Linked DNA regions of Mus musculus: region 1 is linked to region 2. Evidence: chromatin contacts called from public HiChIP or PLAC-seq data. All regions are on one chromosome and are shown on one strand. The core of a region is the stretch at or near the end of the contact, and the rest is flanking DNA. Distances in the headings are between cores, read along the strand shown.

The links. HiChIP or PLAC-seq counts read pairs in DNA pulled down with a chosen protein or histone mark.
Region 1: a contact with region 2 is called in an H3K27ac HiChIP or PLAC-seq map of the NIH/3T3 cell line, with 4 times the contacts expected there. The contact joins two enhancer-like sites. A contact is called at or near these places in 1 of 484 Hi-C or Micro-C datasets (nephron progenitors) and 1 of 115 datasets of contacts at active chromatin or transcription factors (the NIH/3T3 cell line).

What each region holds. Positions count from the first base shown.
Region 1 is chr13:43,147,716-43,151,900 of GRCm38.p6, forward strand. Tbc1d7 (TBC1 domain family, member 7) reads right to left here. Exons shown (of 8, transcript NM_001252639.1): 8 at 4,025-4,185. The coding sequence ends at 4,179. Among named protein-coding and RNA genes, the nearest start is that of Tbc1d7, 22 kb to the right of the region's middle. Within about 2 kb of position 2,151, at least 39 of the 459 cell types and tissues checked have an H3K27ac peak or open chromatin away from gene starts, as enhancers often do. A contact at or near this core is called in the NIH/3T3 cell line, where this site is marked.
Region 2 is chr13:42,887,934-42,892,338 of GRCm38.p6, forward strand. The region is part of intron 3 of Phactr1 (phosphatase and actin regulator 1); the gene reads left to right. Among named protein-coding and RNA genes, the nearest start is that of Gm52053, 120 kb to the right of the region's middle. Within about 2 kb of position 2,303, at least 32 of the 459 cell types and tissues checked have an H3K27ac peak or open chromatin away from gene starts, as enhancers often do. A contact at or near this core is called in the NIH/3T3 cell line, where this site is marked.

The DNA.
Region 1 (4,185 bases), core at 901-3,400, 260 kb after region 2:
TACGCACACACTGAAATGTTCTCACGTTCCACAAGCATGCATGAGTGCTGTTGTGTCCGTTTGCAGCATAGCAGTATGGTGGGTGTAGTAAACATGAAGAGCTGAGTTCAGTTTGCCTGTCTCAAACAAGGTGTGAGGAAAGGACCACCCCCTGAGGTGGTCCTCTGACCTCCACCTGTGTGTGCACATGCACCTCCAAACCCACGCATACAGCATACGTCCGCAAAGGACACACATTTCTTTGTGTTCTAGGGTGGGGATTCATAACATCATTTGCTCAGTGTGCACAAGGCCCTGGGTTCCATCCCAAGACATCAAAAAAATTAAGAAGAAAGAGAGGGAAGAGGGAGGAAGGGAGGGAGGGAGGGAGGGAGGGAGGGAGGGAGGGAGGGAGGGAGGGAGGGAGGGAAGGAAGGAAGGAAGGAAGGAAGGAAGGAAGGAAGTAAGGAAGGAAGGAAGGAAGGAAGGACCAAAGTCTCAGACAGCCCAAACCAGTCCTGCAAACTGGATAATTTCTTAAACGCTAGAGGCAGAGAGGAAATGAAATGTGCTTCCAGCCCAGAGTTCTGAGCAGGACAGGCTGAGATAGATCTTGAAGGATAAAATGGCTCAACAGGCAGAATCCAGCCACACCCTCCGTAACTAACCATAAGGATACAGGCATTCCCATTCCAGAGTGCTCTGGGGGGGGGGGGGGGGGTGTTTGCTTTTCTTTGGAGTTTTACTTTTGTTATGAGACAGGGTCTCACATAGCCCAGGTTGGCCCTGAGCTCGTCATCCTCACTTCCAGAGAGCTGGGAGTATAGCTGGAACCCACCACATCTTGCTGTGACTGAGTGTTCCCAGAGACCACATGTGATGGCACACCAACATGTATGCGATAGGACGTGGATAAAGATCCAAGTGTGAGGCTGGGGGAAGGAAAGCTGAGTGGTGGGCTTGGAGCACAGAACCAGGGAGAGCCGCAGCGCCCTGCTCCCTTATCCAAAGGCTATCCTGACACCTCTCCCCCTGATACCTTGCATCTCAGAGTCACGTATCTACCTTGTGTGCCAGCTCGGGAGGTGAAAGGTGCTCTCAGCTAGAAGGAAACAGATGCTTACTGCTTATGTTCTGTTAGCAATCAGCTCCCAGTGGGTAGGCCCCGGGGCCTCTCCAGCAACCCAGCCCTCCATTCAGTGCTGACTCATAAGTAGGAGTGCACTCACATCTAAGTCAGGAGGAAGGGAAACTAAGGAGCCAGACACCAAATGGCCGGGGCACCAGAGAGGCAGGGGCAGCATTTAGAAGCAGGTCAGTCAAAGTCTCTGCTCCATACTGCCTCCCTCAAAAGTTCCAACTGTCATGAGGGCAAAGCCACACATATTCCAACACACAGGCAGACCCCCCATATACACCAGGCATACTTACACACAACAAATATACAACTACCATACATTCCACATATACATATACCCAACACACATACACATGCCACACACTGACCCTCTATATAATCTACATGTACACCTACCTATTCACACACTCTTACCTCATAGATACCAGCCCCCTTTGACATATATACTCACAAATACACATTCCACATACACACCTATCCCCCACACCACATATATACCAGTCCCCTTCTACATATACCACATATATGTGGATATATACATATGTATATGGTATATATACCCACAAACACCACATATATATTAGCCCCTTCCACTTATATACACGCCCACACATCCCTTTTCCTTTGTGTCTCTAGTCCCAGAAGGTTTTGAGCTTCTGTCATTGGTGCTTAAAGACTCTAGAAGAGACAGACCAGAACTAAGTTTACCATGGTAAGTCCCAGCTTTACAAAGCAGAAGACTCCACATTACAACTCCAGCCCTGGCCGTGACTAGCACCCTGGGCTTTATGTAGCCAACACTTCCCTACATCCTGACAATGTTCTGCAGAAACAGAACACAGGCACTTTTATTAGAGGTGTTGGGGCGGGGGAGGGAGGCAGAAGCTAAATGCTGAGCTCTCTCCAGATAGTTCTGCCATGAACTAGTGGGTCCCTGTGTGCTGGAGTTCTCATAGAGTTCTCAAAGAGCCCTTGGCTGCTTAGTTTCTAATAAGAAAAATATGCATGCTGTCACTCTGAGTCACTTTGTGGACAGGTTTCATCAGACTGGGTTTGACAGTGCGCACATGCAAGGTGTTGTCTGGGCCCAGGGCAGTACAGCAGGAGTCCACCACAACAGACCTTCTGACCTTGGGAGAACAGCAAGGAGAGCAACTGCAGCCTCCGAGTCTGCAGCCCTCAGCTTGCAGGCCTCCTGTCTGGTCCCCTGTGCACACTCAAGGCAGCCCACCTCCCCAGCATCCAGGGCAGGGTTGCTAGTTCTTTTGTATCTCCTGGGATTGGCGATCACAAACACCAGTGGATTTCAACACATCGATTTCACTAAAGATGTTCAAATAATACATCCACGGTAAGGCAAAGGAACCCGTGTTGGGGAGGTAGCTCAGTCCATACAACTTTTACTCTGCAAGCCTGAGGACCCGAGCTTCACCCGCAGCACCCAGAGAAAAAGCAGAACACAGGTGGCGTGTGCTGTGATCTCCAAGCTGGTGAAGCAGAGACAGAAGGATCCCTGAGGCTCGCAATCCACCTAGCCTAGCTAACCTAACAGGCAAGTCCCAGGTCTCAAAGACCCTGTCTCACAGAACAAGGTGGATGGCCTTCCTCAGAAACACCAGAGGTGGACTTTGGCCTCTACACATGTACCCAAGTACACTCATCTCTGCACACGTGGACACGCACACACAGAGAAGGAACACACGTTCTTTATCGTGTCTCTGTGAGCTTCACATATTCTCTGTGATCACTAGGACAGATCCCGCTGAGATAGCTTCCTTTGCATGCGTGCTTTCCCTATGTCCTCAAAGTTCTTCAGATTACTGGAGTAGTTACTAAATAAATGGTTGGCAGAGAATCACTTTTTAAAATATTAACTGCAGGTGGCAATTTGTTTTAAGAGGGTTTTCCTCTGAATGGAGTTCCTAGTTCATTTTTAAAGACATCCTTTGTCTGGTACCCTGCAGACTGACCAGCTGGGCTCAGTAGCTCCGTTTCTTCTCTGCTCCTTGTGGCCAGCTACTTCACACATTGAGGAGGGGCTGGGTTCTCAGAAGCATAACTCCACTTCAGCATCTCCCCGCACTGTGCACAGGGAGATGGCACGAAAATGTCTGACTTACTCTCCACATTCTTTCAGGACTGTGAGCTGAGGAAGCCGGAAACAAGGGCCCCATTTCAGTCTCAAAGTCATCAAATGCTTCATGAAGGGTGACCATTGTGTGACAGAACATGGCCCGAGGATCATCAGCTATTAACCCTAACCTCCACCCCTCCCCATCCTGTGGTAGCACAGGGCTGTGGAAAGTGCACCTGACAGTTAGTGATTTGTTAGAAAACACCAAGAGACCCACAAAGACCAAGCAAGTGCTCACCCCTTCTAGATGGTAAATTTTGAGGGTTTTTTTTTTTTAAATAAAATCCCAGCACTCAGGAGGCTGAGGCAGGAGGACCGCTAGGAGTTCAAGGCCAGCTACATAAAGAGTTCCAGAAAGTGAGGTATGGAATGAGGCCTTGTCCCAAGAAAGAAAAGACAAGGATTCATTCCGGCTGGCACAAAGGGAGGGAACACACAAGGGAATGCAGGGACTGCTTACACGCCAGGTTAGCCAGACAGAGCATGAGATGGCAGTCAGCTCACACTTGTACACATTCTAGGGCAACAGAAGACAAAAGCCAAATCAGAGAGGCCAGGGAAAGAAAGCTGCTCTTCTTCCAGAACCAGTCCTTCCTAACTAATGTTGGTGCTCAGAGGGAGGCAGGGCTCCGCTCTTACCATTCACAAGAGTGCCCTGGCTGCACCTAAGCTAAGCTGCCTAAGACCAGGAGCAGTTCCCTAAGTGCCCTGTCCCAGAGTTGCATGTGGGTGTCACCAAGAGATGCAGCTTCACATCATGGCCACGCCAGGCATTTTGATTAAATTATTTTACTGATTGGGGGAAGGGGTGGTAGTTACATTTTGAGCACCACAGTGAGACTATTGTTTCTAACCAGTTGGTAGAGCAGGTGATGTGAACGAAGTGCTCAGGGAGGGCCTGCAGACTGCCCATGTAGTCACGAGCTGTCAGGCC
Region 2 (4,405 bases), core at 1,053-3,552:
CCAAGCTTGCAAAATAGCCATGAAACACTAACAAGATCTGAAGCTCAAAATGTCTCCATTTGTATTGCATCGGCAACAGAATTATTATGGTCTTTTAACTGGTATATTCCTAGTGGTCACTGGGCCGGCTCTACCCTTGTGTCTTAGTTAGGGTTTTAGTGCTGTGAATAGACACCATGACCAAGGCAACTTTTATAAGGACAACATTTAATTGGGGCTAGCTTACAGATTTAGGGGTTTAGTCCATTATCAACGAGCATGGCGCATCCAGGCAGGCATGGTGCAGGCAGAGCTGAGAGTGCTACATCTACATCTGAAGGCTGCTAACAGAATACTGGTTTACAGGCAGCTAGAGTGAGGGTCTTAAATCCCATACCCACATTGACAAACCTATTCCAACAAGGCCACAATCACAATACACATACATACATTCAGTGCCACTAATAGTGCCACTCCCTGGGCCAAGCATATACAAACCATGACACCTTGTATAGGTCTTTCTTGATGGGTTAGGAAGGCCATCCATCTAAAAGGGAAGGAGCCACTCTTAGCCCCATTATGCTGTTAACATGCTCAAAAATGCTCCTTGTTTTTTTAAAACCTGTTTCCTACAAGAAGCTGAAAGCGTCCTACGACCTCACTCGATCAGTAGTCCAGAACCTGAGTGTGTGCTTCCTTGTGGGACAGTGAAACCCAGGTCCTCTGCATTCACTTTGTGTACAGTGTGTGTGTGTGTGTGTGTGTGCACGCATATTTAGCCTGCATGTATGTATGTGTACTACATGTATGTAGTGCCCACAGAAGTCAAAAGTGCTCATTGGATCCCTTGGAACTGGAGTTACTGAAAATTGTGAGCTGCCATTTGAGTGCTGGGATCCATACTTTAAAAAAAAAAAATTCTTGCAAGAGCAGCCAGTGCTCGTAATTGCTGAGCCATCTTTCCAGTGCCCAGTATCATTTTTTTTTTTGATACTTGAAGAATTCAAGCAGCCTCCCATGTTCTCCCCTTGGATTCATTTTCTTTATGATTATAATCACTGAACATGACTGAACCCACTAAGTCCCTGTGAAGACTGCCAAACGTTGTATGTAAGATGTAGATCTGCCAGCAAGACTTGCTTTTAGGAGTTCACAGTGCACATATGATTAACAGAGGGCTCTGAAAGGCCCATATCTCTATTATGGAGCTGGTAATGCAGCCTCGGTGGTCAGTTATCTGCATAACCCTGCCACACATTCATATCTTGAAGGGATGCCTAACCTGGCTGTACCTACCTACATTCATTGCTTGATTGTGTTGTTTCCAACTGATGGGATAGCAAATCATTTAGAAATACACTCCTTTTCTACTTTTATACATGGTGGGGGAATTAAATGCAGTGAGCTTTCCTAGAACTCGAGCATACACATACACACGAGAAATTTTGCACTGTATTGTGGGAAATCTGTAAATAGTAGTATTCTCCAAAAACTAAACTAGATATTAAAGACCCCTCTCATTGAATTGTCAAACATTTGCTACATAACACAGCATCTTTGTATCAATGTTCATAAGACCTCTTCTGGTTCAGGCAGTGGCTATCAGCATGGGTCTTTTCTGGTCACATGGACATGATGTCACTGTCACAATTAGGACTTATTAGCCACTAGCAGAGAGAGTCCCTGTGACAATATATAGGCATGTCTACTGATTGTAAAGCAGTAAATGTAAAGCGTAATTGGAACATCCTGGTCAAATGAAGGAGAGCTATTCTGTGTCATCACAGAGGGCCGATCATATTAGTCATCACAGCAGCCTAATTTATTGCTTAACCATGTGAAAGTGCTGATTATTCTAGGAGCTGATGGAAAATACAATTGTAAGTTGAATGTGCATGTGACAAGTAACAGATGTTAAAAGCTTCACTCTTTGGCCCGTTTCACCCCTCTTGATCTTACATGTCCATCCTCTTTGTAGTCTCAAGTTGACCAGGATGGGAGAAGGATTCATTATCTCTCACCTGTCACCTTCCCAGACACAGCCCTCCAGGCAGCAGGGACCAGGGTGTCAGACAGTGACCGTTCAGGCAACTCTATGCTCCTTAAAATGGGATGTGCTTAGCACTGGGTGACCTCATAGTTTTACATATCCTGTTCTCCGCGTCTAGAATGTCTCTTTGCCTCTTCTCCCATCTCTGCCCGTCTGAGTCTAGGTGACCTTGCCAACATTGTGTGCCGATTCTCAGAGCAGATATGTCTTCTCCTTCCTGCATAACTGTCCGCTGTGTGCTGCCTTCCTTACCCTCGTCATTCTTTGCATTTCTGCTATTCTAGCTTTCGTAATCCTGCACATTCCTTGAGGGAACAAGAGCCTTCCATGGTCCTTGGCAGCAACGTAGCACAGTGACTTGCACTTAACTTGGAAGAGTCCAGTGAACATTAGATTGGATGAGTGAAGGGTTAAAACTGCAGAGAGTTTAGGCTTACCAAAATAACAAACAAATGACTGTGAATGTAGCAGGGGAGGAGAGAGTGGGGCAGTTTAAGGGAAAAAAAAGCAAGCATATCTATGAAAACTACTTGAGGCTGTTTGTTTTAAATGTAATTGCCTATAAAGCCTGTGTTGCTGACACTCAGCCCATCAGTCTTATAGAAATTCTTTTTAGCCTGCCCAAAGACATTGATGCAGACCAAAGACAAAGGCAACTCAGAGAAAGATGGTCTTTTTCTATGTTCCCTGAAACCTTTCCACGGTCCAATCTTCATTTTTCTGAACTCCCCACACATGGTGGAATATGCCTACACAATTACTTTAAAATTAAACTCCTGCATCAGTATTCACGGCTCCACCTACTCCCCCCTGAGCCACACACAGGTTATGCAGATGTCTTGGGATGTACTTCCATTTAGCTTGACATAAACCTGGCCTGCTTCCCCCAAGTTTACTGGCAGGGATTCTCAACAAACAGGATTACAGTTCTGAAACCCTCAGCCATACAATCTGCAACCGACAACTCAGCCCCGAGACACTGGGATTCACCTGTCTTTCCTGTGTAACAGCTGCATCTCCACAGCTGGTGTTCAGCCTAGGCTTTGGACGAAGAGTGATGTGACTGGTCTTGGAATTATCTAGAACCTTATGGCCTTTTTTTTTTTTTCAGATCAGAATACAATAGTATAAGATATTACTGGAAGGGAAAAGGAGAACTCTGAGAGGTTGATGAAGAGAAAAACAAAACAAAACCATTTCCCATCTCTGCCTTTCTTGCAGAGCAATGTGTATGGTCTAGCTAAATGATTACTCTGTGCTTCTGGGGAATCAAATCTTAAAACTGAGAAACAGAGTGGCTCTCCCTCCTCCCCTGTGTTATATGTGAGCTATCTGAGGAATCCTTCCACTGGAAGGTATTTCTACAATGGTTGGGATGAAATATTATTCTTTAATATAGGTTCTTCTCTTTACATAGTGTGTCAAGGCCAGGGATTCTCCCACCCCCACCCCCTGGATGAAGGGTGAGTTTTCTTTGGGAATCTAACATTGTGGCCACTCTACTGCCCAGTGTTCATTTTCCGTCCTCAGTCAGACCACGTGTATCAGTGAACCAACTTGAGTATAAGCCTATGGGCAGTCTGTAGTGGATAGCTTAGTGATATGCCACCTTATTATCTTTTTTTTTGAGGGGGGGGGTTGGTTTTTTGGTTTTTTGAGACAGGGTTTCTCTGTGTAGCCCTAATTGTCCTGGAACTCACTTTGTAAACCAGGCTGGCCTCGAACTCAGAAATCTGCCTGCCTCTGCCTCCCGAGTGCTGGGATTAAAGGCGTGTGCCACCATGCCTGGCTTTCACCTTATTATCTTAACTCACATATAATGTTATATGTTTCAACTTCCTATTCCTATCGTTTAGATCAGGTCGAAACAGGTTGGAAAATGACCTGAATCCCATCACATCCTTTATATTCCCAGAATCCACACCAGCTTTCTTATGGAGGTCTGGCTTCCCCCAGCTTGATGCCCTGCATCTGGTTGGTCTCCTCTCTCTTTCCCAGTCCAGCAAGCCTCTTTTCCTAAGGATGCTGGGGAAGTGATTTCTTGCCAGAACCTGAACTGAATTAAGTTGTGAGCTCACATTTCATCTAAATCCCAGGCTCTGACTTGCCCATCCGTCAGGAATAACCTAAAGTGACTACTTTCAGGTGATGGGCATCTCCTTCCAGCTCTGCAAGGTACCATGATCCCCGAATGATCCCTGCGCTTGGAACTGCCCAGGTTCCAGTGCCCAAAGCAGCTTCCTTCAGCCACTGTTTAAATCCGTGCTTGCAACCTCCCCTGATGGTTTCTCTACTGTCTGCCCCTTTATTTACCTATTTACCATCCCTCAAGCTTTCTTAGCAGACTTGCTCTTAAGAGTCAGTTCTCTTACAGCA